2 separate regions of the Ovis aries genome follow, and region 2 is linked to region 1. A link is a contact called in public Hi-C data. All regions are on one chromosome and are shown on one strand. The core of a region is the stretch at or near the end of the contact, and the rest is flanking DNA. Distances in the headings are between cores, read along the strand shown.

Evidence for each region. A called contact is a pair of places that touch in the nucleus more often than the background predicts.
Region 2: a Hi-C map of hypothalamus shows a contact between it and region 1, with 6 times the contacts expected there. The contact joins the enhancer-like site here to the promoter of LOC132660247 in region 1. A contact is called at or near these places in 10 of 16 Hi-C or Micro-C datasets (blood, hypothalamus, liver and 5 more).

What each region holds. Positions count from the first base shown.
Region 1 is chr8:56,442,654-56,449,092 of ARS-UI_Ramb_v3.0, reverse strand. LOC132660247 (band 4.1-like protein 3) reads left to right here and starts at 3,510. Exons shown (of 1, transcript XM_060419650.1): 1 at 3,510-6,410. The coding sequence starts at 4,381. The coding sequence ends at 4,950. EPB41L2 (erythrocyte membrane protein band 4.1 like 2) reads left to right here. Exons shown (of 20, transcript XM_060419645.1): 12 at 2,286-2,458.
Region 2 is chr8:56,693,548-56,699,986 of ARS-UI_Ramb_v3.0, reverse strand. It overlaps AKAP7 (A-kinase anchoring protein 7), which reads right to left. Exons shown (of 9, transcript XM_060419652.1): 4 at 2,089-2,225. Among named protein-coding and RNA genes, the nearest start is that of AKAP7, 23 kb to the right of the region's middle. Within about 2 kb of position 3,341, at least 6 of the 54 cell types and tissues checked have an H3K27ac peak or open chromatin away from gene starts, as enhancers often do. A contact at or near this core is called in hypothalamus, where this site is marked.

The DNA of each region.
Region 1 (6,439 bases), core at 2,261-4,760:
TGTCCATTGAGTCAGTGATGCTATCCAACTCTCTCATCCTCTGTCATCCCCTTCTCCTCCTGCCTTCAGTCTTTCCCAGCATCAGGGTGTTTTCCAATGAGTCAGTTCTTCACATCAAAAGTATTGGAGTTTCAACTTCAGCATCAGTCCTTCCAATGAATATTTAGGACTAATTTCCTTTAGGACGGACTGGTTGAATCTCCTTGCAGTCCAAGGGACTCTGAAGAGTCTTCTCCAACACCACAGTTCAAAAGCATCAGTTCTCCGGTGCTCAGGTTTCTTTATAGTCCAACTCTCACACCCATACATGACTACTGGAAAAGCCATAGCTTTGACTAGAGGGACCTTTGTCAGCAAAGTAACGTCTGCTTTTTAATACTGTCTAGATTGGTCATAGCTTTTCTTCCAAGGAGCAAGCATCTTTGAATTTCATGGCTGTGGTCCCCATCTGCAGTGATTTTGGAGCCCAAGAAAAGAAAAGTCTCTCACTGTTTCCATTGTTTCCCCATCTATTTGGCATGCCATGAAGTGTACAGTGCTGTCTTTTTAAAAAAAAGTCACTTGATTAATGCCGTGTCTAGAACAATTGGAGAGGATGAGGGAGGAAGTTCAGGCTGACTGGTTAGGCATAGTCCTGGTGAGAGTCATGGTGGTTTTCTCTCAGATGATAGTAGACCAGTTAGGCATTTGGTACTGTAGGTTCAGCTCCTTGGGCTTATAATCTCAGGGTTCTACAAAGGTGTAAGACCTGACAAAAGTTAATTGCAGCTGTTTAATAAAAGTGTGCAGTGTCAACATCTTGCCAACTTCATTATGTAACTTTAAATTTGATATTCATTAAAATTTGATATCATTACATTTAAAACCATTTCTAGGTCAGAGTTTCTCATTTTGCAGTAAGTTTCTGAGTATGCACAGTGAGTGCTTAGGGACCATAATCTTAGGTTAAAGAGTTACTCAAGCCATATACTTTTCAAGGAAAAATTATTAAAATCTTTTTAAAAGTTCAAAAAAACCTCTAGAAAATAATTACACTTAATGTATGATGTGAATTTGTTTTAATGTTAATTGGATTTGGTGCAGGCTTTCCAAAGTATGAGTGTTTAAAAGCCATGAAACTCTTAAAAGGTACCTGGATGGTAAAATAGAGATGGAAGGAATTTGCCATGTTTGGAAATACATGCAAGGACTCTATTGGACGTACTGGTTGTTGAGGAGTAAAGGAAAAGACTTGCAGGTTTCTGACTGCAGTAATTTGGTGAAAGGTGAGATTAGAAAAGAAGGCAGTTTGGACAGGGCATGTGAAGTATGGATTAAGAGGCCTCTTATAACACATGAACTAGGAGTCTAGATGTTGCCCAAGTTCGGTATGGTGGGTCACACACAGTCCCTGCCCTTCAAGAGCTTGCAGCCTAAAGGCCTGTCTTTATTGTGCTTTCCTGGGAGCCTGGAACCAGAGCCAACCATACTGTGTCAGGAAGATGCTTTTTATGCAGGTGAAATGACTGCAGTGGTTGTCCCACTCTTTGGGGGAGAAACTAAAGATAGATGGAGGCTTTTGCCAGTTGCTGCTCACTTGGCCTTGTTGAGATCCGAGGCCATCTTGGGTTGCTCTGCCATATGACGGAAATGTCAACACAGTACATGTTCTGCCCATCTGTATGATAGATGAAGGGACCCAAAAGGCCAGATTTGCTAAGGCAGAAGGTTTCTATGTATTAGGCTTGCTGCACGTCAAGTTGAGGCATTCAGGAGGGAGGTTAGAAAAATAAAAAACAGCAAAAATAAATACAGAAGTTAATTCTCTAAAATCTACTTTTCCTGTCTTGTCACAATTTTGACTAGTGTTCTAATTAAAGGTTCCTTTATGGAGGAATTATTAAAACTTATGAAAGCAAACCATTTTAATAACTAGAAGAAACCCCAGAGAAATGAAGTACTGCTCACATTGTAATTCTGACGTACTTCCCTGACTCTGGTGTTTCATCTGGTCTTAGAGCTCCTCCTACTGGCCAATTCCATGATCAGGCTCTCTCCTGCAAAAATCTGACTTGAGAGCTTGGTGTAATTTAATGGGTTACAATTCAGAGGTTTGTTTGTTTTTTTTTTTTTTTCCTTTTTTAAGTATAATCATGAATTTATTTGATTTGTTATTTTCATGATCAAAGAATCTTCCAGTTTCTATTAATTGTCTGTAAGCTGCCTACTTATCTGGAAAGGGAGGTTTTCATAACATTTTCTCATTTAAACATCCTAACGTGATCCCTATAATCACTCATCACTAGCTCCGATTGATGCTGTGGACCAAAGTCTTATGAAGGATATTCCTGGCCCTGCTGGGGAGGTTTCAGCACAAGGCCCTGGAGTTGTGAGCACTGCCGTGGTACAAGATGGTAATGGCAGAAGGGACCTGAGAAGCCCAGCTAAAGCCCCGCATATGCCGCTCATTGAAGGAAAGGTATGGTGAATTAGTGGAATACGTGGTTTTAAATGTGTACTTAGATCAGAGGTTGTCTATTGCATTTGTTTCAGAACTCAAGTATCATTTAAAACCAGTCATTGTGTTTTCTCTGTTGATAAAAATTTCCACCTTTCATATGTGTGTAGACTCTTGCTGTTTTGGACTGAGTCTCTAACCTTTTTCTGGTTGTTGTTCAAAGCAAAATATTTCAACATAAATTACTTTAATCCAAGTAAGTAATTTATTGACCTTTTGTCCATCTTTATAATCATCCTATTTCATTAAGCCCCCCAGTTACAAAACCTATGATTTGAAATTCATATTTGGTTTCAAGTAAATTTTAAGATATAGCCTGTCTTGATAATTTTATTATGATATTGACTTGAATATTTTGAAATGAAGAAAGGTGGTCTTTATGGTTTTTCATTAATAATCTGTCACTGAAAAAGAAATTCTTAAACAAAAAGTAATTGTTTTGTGAATACTGTGTGAGAAGATGGAGTGTGGCTTTCAGTCTTATTTGGTGCGTGTGCCATAATGAATGGAGAAGTAACCTATATTGTGTTTTCAGGCTTCTTTGGGTTATTTTATATTACCATGGGCAAGTGTAAGTATAGTCACATAGAAGTTGATCTGAAGTGGCTTTGAGTCCTTCAGATCATATCCCACAGAGAAACTTTTGAATAGGTAACATTGGAAGTAAACATGAAAAAGAAATAAAATCATCCTGTGGGTTTATAATATTTCTAGAAATTTAACTTTGAAAATTTATAATGTTTTCAAAATTTTAACATTGAAAATTTTAAAGATGTGTAACATGAATTTACAAAGGACCTGCTAGAAGAGATAACTGCCAGTGTCTCAGGAATTCCTGCAGTGATAGCTCCCAACCCCAGCAGAGAGAAGGGCTCAGGCACCATGGGGGCCCTGCCTTATGCTGCAGGGACAAGTGCTTCAGGTAGAGTGAGCCATTAAATCCTTTTCATTGCTTTGTTAAAAAATCTTTAACTATCATATTCTACAAAGGATTTGGTTAAAAATTGACTAAAAATAACGGATATCACATCAAACAATATCCATCAAAAACTGAACAGTTGTCAGGAGAGTTTATGATTATGCTACCAACTCATTGGAAAAGACCCTGATGCTGGGAAAGATGGAAGGCAGGAGGACAAGGGGGTGACAGGGGATGAGATGATTGGATGGCATCACCGACTCAATGGACATGAGTTTTAGCAAACTCCAGGAGATAGTGAAGGGCAGGAAAGCCTGGCGTGCTGCAGTCTGTGGAGTCTCAATGAGTCAGACACGACTTAGTGACTGAACAACAGCAACACGGTACCAGTGTACCCAGAAGAGTGGCTACTTCCATCAGAACCAGGAGAGCTCAGCATCACGGGAAGCCTCTATTCCATTCTGCATGGTTAATATGATACAAAAGAAAAGTTCTCTTAAATTCCAAGGGAAATTCTGCCTGTTTTTGGCCAATGACTTAGTGTGCCTTTTCACTGATACTTTCAATGTTTGGCAGCAACCAGGTTTAAAAGTAAGAATGCTATCTGAGTTTCATAGGATCCATTTGCAACCAGTCAGGAAATACTAATTGAATCAGGCTATACCTGTTAAGTTGTATGTGATGAAAGTAGTCCAGTTTTCCTCTTTTAAAAATGGATCATTTAATTAATTTTCTAATGATACTGTTAATACAGTCATTACCTCTGAGCAAAAGTTTTCACTAACTTTCTTCTTCTCTCCTCTTTCATTCTTTTACCTTTGGTTCTCCTTTGACTGTATCCGCTGTGTAACTTCACATTCAACCATGGGTTTGCTTTCGAGAACAGCCTGTTTCCTTGTGCCCACCTTCACCATTCATCCGCTGTGCTTCATCTCTTTCCCCAAACCTATTGCCAGTCCCTGAAATGGACTTCCTTTCTGACATTTCAGAGGAAGACCCCTTTGGGGAGGCCGATTGTATCACTCTGGACAGCTTAGAGCGCCTTTCCACAGGCGAGACGCCAGAGCAGGGGCCCTGTGATCCTGGCTTGGGTCCTCTTGAAGCCCCTCCTGAGCCTGACTGCCCCCCTGCACCTGAGAAGCCTCCAAAAGAGGCTGACCACACAGATTCCGAGTGTGGGTCCTTCTCTTTCAGTTTCTGCAGGTGCTTTCTGCCTCGCTTCCCCTCGCTCCTCGATGACAATGGGTACCTTGCCTTCCCCAGCCTCCCCAAGGTCTGGGTCTCCTTCCTCCCTGCAGATGTCCGGCACTACGTTCCCATCACCTCCCCTTCGTTCTTTCCCTCTCTCATCCTCATCTTTGGGCTCCTTCTCTCTGCTTCTCAGTCAGTGCCTTTTTCTCTCACCTTTTCCCTTCCTCTGGCTCTATCCCTCTGCTATCTGGAGGCGAAGGCTGCCTCCCTCACTGTTTCTTATGACTGTGACTTGAGTGACAAAACAGAGGAAGAGGAAGCAGTTACTGGCTCTCCTCCATAAGCTTTAAATCTGTGCGGGCAACAAAGCTCCACTTCATCTAATACCCTTCCTAATGTAGAGTGTAAACATGTGCATAAATCTCATCATGGGTTGCCCTCAAAACAGTATGATCTGCACACTTTCACACATACACATAGCTTTAGTGCATGAGAAATAAGTGTAATTAAGCGTTCCCCTTCACTGATTTCCATTGACTAGGTCCACATATTCTACACTGAGTGCAAAGTTATAGATTTTTAAAATAAATATCTGAACCATACTAGGCCACAAAGAAAGGAGAGGGAGCCCTCCATTGGCCTTAATAGTCTGATTTGGGTCTATCCATTTTGCACATAAATGTTAATGCTGTTCCTTTAGGATGGAAACTTTATTTTGGTATAGAACTTCGAATACAGTGGACATAACTGATCGATATGTATTAGCAGAATTCCTTAGTGTTACTATTTCACTGTTAGAAAGCCAAGCTTGTTCTTCACATAGGAGAATGCACCTGTGACAGTTACTCCTGATGTGTGTGTAGGTCTAATCTCAGAAACTCGTTGTCTCCCTATTATCGTAGCATTTGGGACCCAGATGAAGTTCATGTACTTAATTTTGTTTTTTTTACTCAGAATCATATCTGAGAGTCACTGTCAGGTATTTTTAAGGAAGATACTCTTCTGTTATCTTTAAAAAATACTTATGAAAAATGAACCACAGCATTTTGAAAATTTAGACTCTGTAGCCCTAAGGTTGGGTCAGACCTCTTAGTGTCCTTTTATTTAAAATTAAGTATCTGGTTTGAGGATTTCTGCACCATATAAGGTTACCTCTGCAGTGCTAAGCTGTGCTTACATGTGCAGTAGTTTTTTTTTTATTGTTTTGCTAAATGTGGTCTGGGGATCTAGGGTCCCATATCCTATAGGTACTATTCCTACATAGAATAAATCACAAAATTTAGAGCAAACCTCAGGAAAAATGTGAAGATAATTAAGCATAGGGGGAGAATCCATGATTCCTGAAGGTTACCCAAGGGATGCCAGAGATTGACATTTTAGAGAAATGTTGACCAAGGAATTAGAAGATTGTTGAGTGGTTGTATTCTATTTTTCCCTCTTGATCAAAAGATACTCTGAGTTCCCGGTTTACCCCTCAAAACTGCTTGAATGGTTTACAAAAAGAAAAAAAGCACAGTCAAGAAGAAAAATAATGTATATGATCCTGTTCAAAATCAAGATGTGAAGGTTAAACTATTTTTCTTTGGTATCTGAATCAATATTTTTCTTTTACGCTATTCCCTTCCATGAGTCAGTAGTCATCAGTGTTTCTGTTAGTTTTAAATACACAGATTTATTCTTTGGATCATTAGATAACTGAGAATTGTCCAACTATGAATAACTATGCTTGTTTGAAAAATTTTATGAAAGAAAAGTACTATAAAACTCAAGAATAGTTTTTACTATCCACCCTTTTACATAAAAGTAGCAAAATAAATCAGTTCCTCCCCAAG
Region 2 (6,439 bases), core at 2,092-4,591, 250 kb before region 1:
AGAGCTAAAACCTAAACTTACCAATCAACAGTAACTCAGTCTTTTTTGGTTTAAAAAGGCCTCTTTGAGGTTCAGTTATTCTTTAACTCAAACTTCCCTTCTGGATTGCTTTTCCCTTTCCTCTCCCCTCCTCCTTCCCAGGGAACCCAGCATACTTTTGTATAAAGATTGAAGAAGGTCTTTGGTTTGCTTGCTGTTTGGGTTCTCAGGGATGCCCGATTCAGGGGCCTGGCCTGGTCATATCCCCAGGTACCTTTCGCTGGTGTCCATGAAAAGTCACGTGTCCCTCCTGGGCACTGCACTGGCAGGCCCTGCTGAAGTATGAGACCTCTGCAGGGGCCTCTGATCAGGAAGCATGGATACCTGGCATCGCCACTGTCCCTCATCCCACTCCTACTGATCCACCGACTCTCTGTGAACTTCCAAGTCTACCTACCACGGAACAAGGAAATTTCTGGATTCATCTATTAATATATACCCTGATAGGCAAAGGGGAATTGAAGGAACTACCTGAGGTCCCTGTGTTAGAAATCTCCCTCGACGCTAACCTCCTGGCTGTGTGGAAGCACATTCTTCTTTGAGGTCCCCCAGGGAAGAAGGAATTCTTCCTCCAGACTGCCTTCGGACTTGAGACTCTACTAAATCAACTCTCACCCGGGTCTCCAGTCTGGCAGACTGCCTTGCAGATTTGAAATTTGTCAGCCCCCACCATCACCTGAGCTAATTCCTTAAAATAAAGCTCTACATATAGCTATAGTGTACATACAGCTACATCAATATATCTATATATACAAATGAAGGTCCATCCTATTGGGTCTGTTTCCCTGGGGAACCCTGACTCGTCCACCATTCTAACATACAGAGTGCCACCCACTTTCTCCTGGGCTTGCACCTTCTTGTGTCATATTTTCTCTGACTTCTTTTCTATTAAGAGCATCAGAGTATTTTATTTTTTTTTCTTCCGATTGGCAAAGCGAACAGTGAAAGTGAGTTAAGTAAAATCCTCCAGTCCTCTCTGTCAGTGTATCTGCTCTTGCGTGGAGCACATTGGGACAAATGAGAAGACTGATCCCTAAAAATATGCAGTTCTGCTATTTAAAAGATAGCACCACTGGAATCATAATTTGACTGTATATCTTGAGTTACTACTTTATTCTTTTCTCCCTTATATTTCCCCTTCTCCTCGCCCCCTCCCCATCCAAGTCTTATTCTTCATTCCCTCAGGAGACTATATGTCACAGTAGAAAACAGAAGCAAGCTGTAACCTGTAATTCTGGCTATCCAAAGAGCTTAAGCTTGAGCTTAATCCAGAGAGCTACACAGAACAAGGGGCACTCATTCCAACAGTGTCCCAGAGAAGCGGAGGATGAGCAAGGTTTCTCCACTGTGGGCAGGAAAACAGCAATCAAAGACTCATACTCAACTTTTGCGGCACAATTCTGAGTTTGGGGGTACAGGGTATACAATATTCTAGTAATGGGGGGGTGAGACTGAAACTGTCCACTGATCTAGTAAATGACAGCTCTAATAGCTAATAATATTAAGTGCCTACTATGTGCCAGGCCTTATACTAAGAGTGTTTACATGTGTCAGTACTATCATTTTCTCCATTTACTTAAAAAATTATTTGCCCAAAATTGAGCAGCTTATTAAGACACGGTTCCAGAATCTGTACCTGGAATCCTAACCTAAATGGTCAGACTCCATAGTGCTTATTTACATAATTAACATGGACAAAATAACTGTATAACCAATGCATCTGATAACAACAACACAATTCAAAAGTATAGATTAGGGGCAATTCCCTGGTGGTCCAGTGGTTAGGGCTCTGCACTTCCACTCCAGGGTACAAAGGTTCAATCCCTGGTTGTGGAACTAGGATCGCGCAAGCCATGTGTCACAGCGGAAAAAAAAAAAAAAATACAGATTAGGAGCTAATTGTACAGCTAATTCTGTACATTGGCTTGTTGATTGCAACCAATTATAACAAAGAATGTTTCTTTAGAATTTCAATGCCTCTTGGGTTCTGTTTACTCATATTAAAGTAATAACTTGGAAAACAATATTCCAGAAAGATGTAGTACTCACATGTTTACGTCATCTTCATTCAATAACTGCATCACTAGTAAGGTAATATGAAAGGAACCATCACTGCTCATTGCTTTGGCCAGTTGCTCATCTTGTTGTATTATTGCATTTTGCATGATCTTAATTCCTTTTGTAATCTAATCACACACAGACAAAACAGAGATTAGGTAAGCAACATTTCCTTACAGCAACATTTAAACTGAGAAGAAAATAAGTAATGACTAAAATGAGAACACTGTCAGGATTTTCAATCAAATCATGCTTGTCTACCTGTTCTTAAATATCCTGGAGGGATAACTCGGAAAGTTTAATGGGATGTATAAATGTCTTAAAAATTACACAATGCTTGTCCATCTTAAGAGCATCAAGCCCAACATCCTTCTTTTACAGACTGGGTCCCTAACTGAGTGGAAAAACTCAATGGCTATGTATCTTTTCAGAAACTTATCCTTGGAATATACAGTATGACTCACTATCATTATGATCCTTCCTAAAAATAAAAGTTTTATTCTTGCCACAGAAAGGTCAAATCAGCAGACAACATTCCATTTCTGCTGGCAGTAATATTTATTTGTCTCCAAATGAATGTGTCTGAGAACCCATTCTTCATGGCCTTTAAGATTTTTCAGGACAGCAATAATTCAACAGGAATGACTACTGTCATTTCCCCAGACATGTGAGGCGGGGCATAACCATGGTGAGAGAGCTGCACAGAAGGGTAAACACATTATGTTTGAAAAACTGTACAGTCTTTATCCAAGCAAAATCCTTGGTCCCTCATCAGCTCACCCCTCTCCACCTACTGAGAACAAAGAGGAATGATGGCTTTTCCCTCCTCTATTTCCAGCTAGAGACAATAATGTGTGTGCTAGGTCACTTCAGTCATATCCAATTCTTTGTTGCACTAGGGACTACAGCCCACCAGGCTCCTCTGTCCACGGGATTCTCCTAAGAATATTGGAGAGGCCTGCCATTCCTTTCTCCAGGGAATCTTCCCGCCCGAGGAATCAGACTTGTGTCTCTTACGTCTCCTGAACTGGCAGGTGGGTTCTTTACCACTAGCACCTCCCGGGAAGCCCAGAGACAATATTAGCCAATTTCTAAATGGAAAATAGCTTGCATATAAACTAGCAAACCAAGCGATCCCCAGAAAAGCGTGCACATAGAAGCCTGGAGGCAGCAGGAGTAGAGAGAAAAAGACAAGAGTGGAGACTGGCAATAGCAGCAGAACCCCCAAAAGCTAGCAGAGATAAGAAAGAGCTGAATCACGAGCACAGCAAGCTGCTCCCATACAGACAAGCTGTTTCATACTGAACAATCTTTCCATTATCTGCAGACTGTGACTGGGCAAATCATGAGGTGCTGGCCTGGGATCTGACTTCCCACAGACCTTTACAATAAATCCTCTTCACCCAAATAACCTCAGCATGTCTCTATTCCTTGCAACCTGAAGGACAGTAACACGGGAAACAGTATTTTCCTGGTGGGACGATACGCAATAACACCTAAGATTTCCCAAGGTAAGATGTCACTTCCGAGACACCCAACAAAAGAATATTGATAGCCTGGTAGTTAAAATGCTCCTAACATAATAATACACAAAGGTCTTACAGTCAGAGTTTCCTCTGCCTCTACAGTGATAGAATTAATGATGTCCCCGAGGACATATTTCTTCCTCTCCGTGTCTCACCACAGCTCTTGGTAATACAAATAAACACAATGCTGAAACAACAGTCCCCTTCTTGTGTGGTCACGAGGTTCCAGGCACTAGAGTAAGCACTTTACCTCTATTAGTTCACTAAGCCTCCCACCAATCCTGTGAAGCAGGTACTGGTATTGTCTCCATTAAAATAAACTGAAACACAGAAGATTTATAAAAAACTTTTCAAGATCTTATACTACCCACTCCAGTATTCTTGGGCTTCGCTGGTGGCTCAGCTGGTAAAGAATATGCCTGCAATGTGGCAGATCTGGGTTTGATCCCTGGGTTGGGAAGATCCCCTGGAGAAGGGAACGGCTACCCACTCCAGTATTCTGGCCTGGAGAATTCTACGGACTGTATAGTCCACGGGGTCGCAAAGAGTCAGACATGACTGAGTGACTTTCACTTTCAACAGCCACTTTCAAAAGCCAAAATAGCAAAGGAACTTGAGAAAAAGATAAATTAGAAAAGATGAGGGAACTATCTGGAGGAAAAGATCCAGGAGTGAGAAAGAGGAGGAGGAAAATTGGCCAGAAAATTGTGCAAGAAAAGGTACAAGGAATGTGCTTTTGAGAGGAGACAAGGATAGGGGCAACATGAGGGTACTGACTCAAGTCATGAAACATCAAGGGAAAAAGGACATTTAAAGGAGATTTGGAGGAAGTCTTACTGGATCCTGTATAATAGAACACATGTGTGTGTGTTAGTCACTCAGTCGTGTCCTACTCTTTATAACCCCCTAGACTACAGCCCACGAAGCTCCTCTGTCCATGGGATTCTCAAGGCAAGAATACTGGAGTGACTTGCCATTTCCTTCTCCAGGGGATCTTCCCGACCCAGGGATCGAACCCGGGTCTCCTGCATTGAAGGCACATTCTTTACCATCTGAGCTTTAGGGAAATCCCAACAGAACACATGGGCTCAAAAAAGCCTTTGGTGTAAGCCCACACTACTCTTCGAGGATTTTACAGGTGAACTTTTGAGAGATTTTTCCAGGAGCAGTGAAGTCCTAGACTGGCTTACAGGAATACTGAAGCAGCTGAAGAAGATCCATGTTCATGTGGGAAGAAGCTAGCCCAGCGCTGAGTAAATCGTGCATGCTCTAGAATGTCAGACTCAGAAGAGTGTAACTGCATCTTCAAATATTAGCTGGCACAAATGGTAATTCTGGCTTAAATAATCGTGGAAAAGTGGTTTACAATGAAAACTTTTTAATACAAACTGAAGCAAATTAAGGGTGCTGGACTTGTATCAGAAATCCTGGATTTTAATCACAGGTCAGCCACAGGTGTAACCCCACAGACATCACCTAGTCTCACTGAGTCTTGGTTTCTTTTCAATCGTAAAGCCCTGCCAAAGTTACAGGGATGTGTTAAAGGTCAACACACAAGCTACAGGAAGGCAGACAAGCTTAAAGAAAGCACTTCACCACATTTGCCTAATATAAGGTCTGCAACACTGCCAATATTATCAAAATCAGGGGTTCTCTACCCCAGGGGACATCTCTCAATGCCTAGAGACATTTTCATTGTCACATCTGGGGTTGGCCATTGCACTTAGTGGATACTCTTATCTGCATTTTCATAAAAATTTAGTCTTTATTCTAAGCTCAAATACTAATTATATATAAATTTAGGACAATGCTCAAAAATTTCCATCCATTTGTATATTCAGCATTTTAGTGCAATGTCCTATTATTTAGTGCAAAAGAGTTATAGACCATTCATATCTTTGAATTATCCAGTAGCTTATAAAACTGCAAATTAAAATTCATAAAACTTTTGAAGACTATGTCTCTGAAGTCACACAGTATTTAAAATGCAAAATTAACCTCGAACTATGAAAATTCTAAAAGATAACCTAATCAAGTAATGTATATTTAACTATGCTTTGATGCCTCAGATTAATTTATATATTCCTTGATATCATCTTTAAAAAATTTTAATGCTTTTTATTCTTAATTACATTCTTAAACGATAAAAAGAAAAAAGGAAACTACTTCAGAGTCTTCTCTGTATGCCATTTTTAAAAGTACCAATGTCATTAAAGGCCAAAGGAAACTAATTTTTATAGCCACTGTTTAAAATTCTACAAAGCCATTGAAGCTTATCTGTTATCATAATCCCCAGCCACTGGCAGTATTGAACAATGCACATTTTTTAAGCCTAACATTACAGAGCCATATTTAAATAGGATATTGAAAGAAACTTTAAAAAATAAAAGCTTATTAAAATCTTAAATATTTCATTCATTGAGTAATTTATTTGTATTTAGAGAATAAAAAAAGATATACAACTGCTAAACCTCATCATGAAGCCATATTCCACATGCCTAAAAGTAAAAGCAACAAGAAATTTCATTTTTTTATGTTAAGCTTTCTAGTTGATTCAAAGCATACATGAGCTCAAAGAAAATGCCTTCAAGTCAGTATGTGAGGGAGAGTGGTTATAGTCTAGCACACAGAAGGACAGTGTCCTTTACCTCTTCTTTTGACATTATTTTTGGATTTTGTCCTAAGCTGTTAACACACATCATTTCTAAATTTGCTGCCTCATTAAGGTTTAACAGAATTATCACATCAATTTGCTACCTAACATCTCTTCAAAGATGAATATAGTCATTTTTCTTGCTTGTCTACAGGATGAAAAA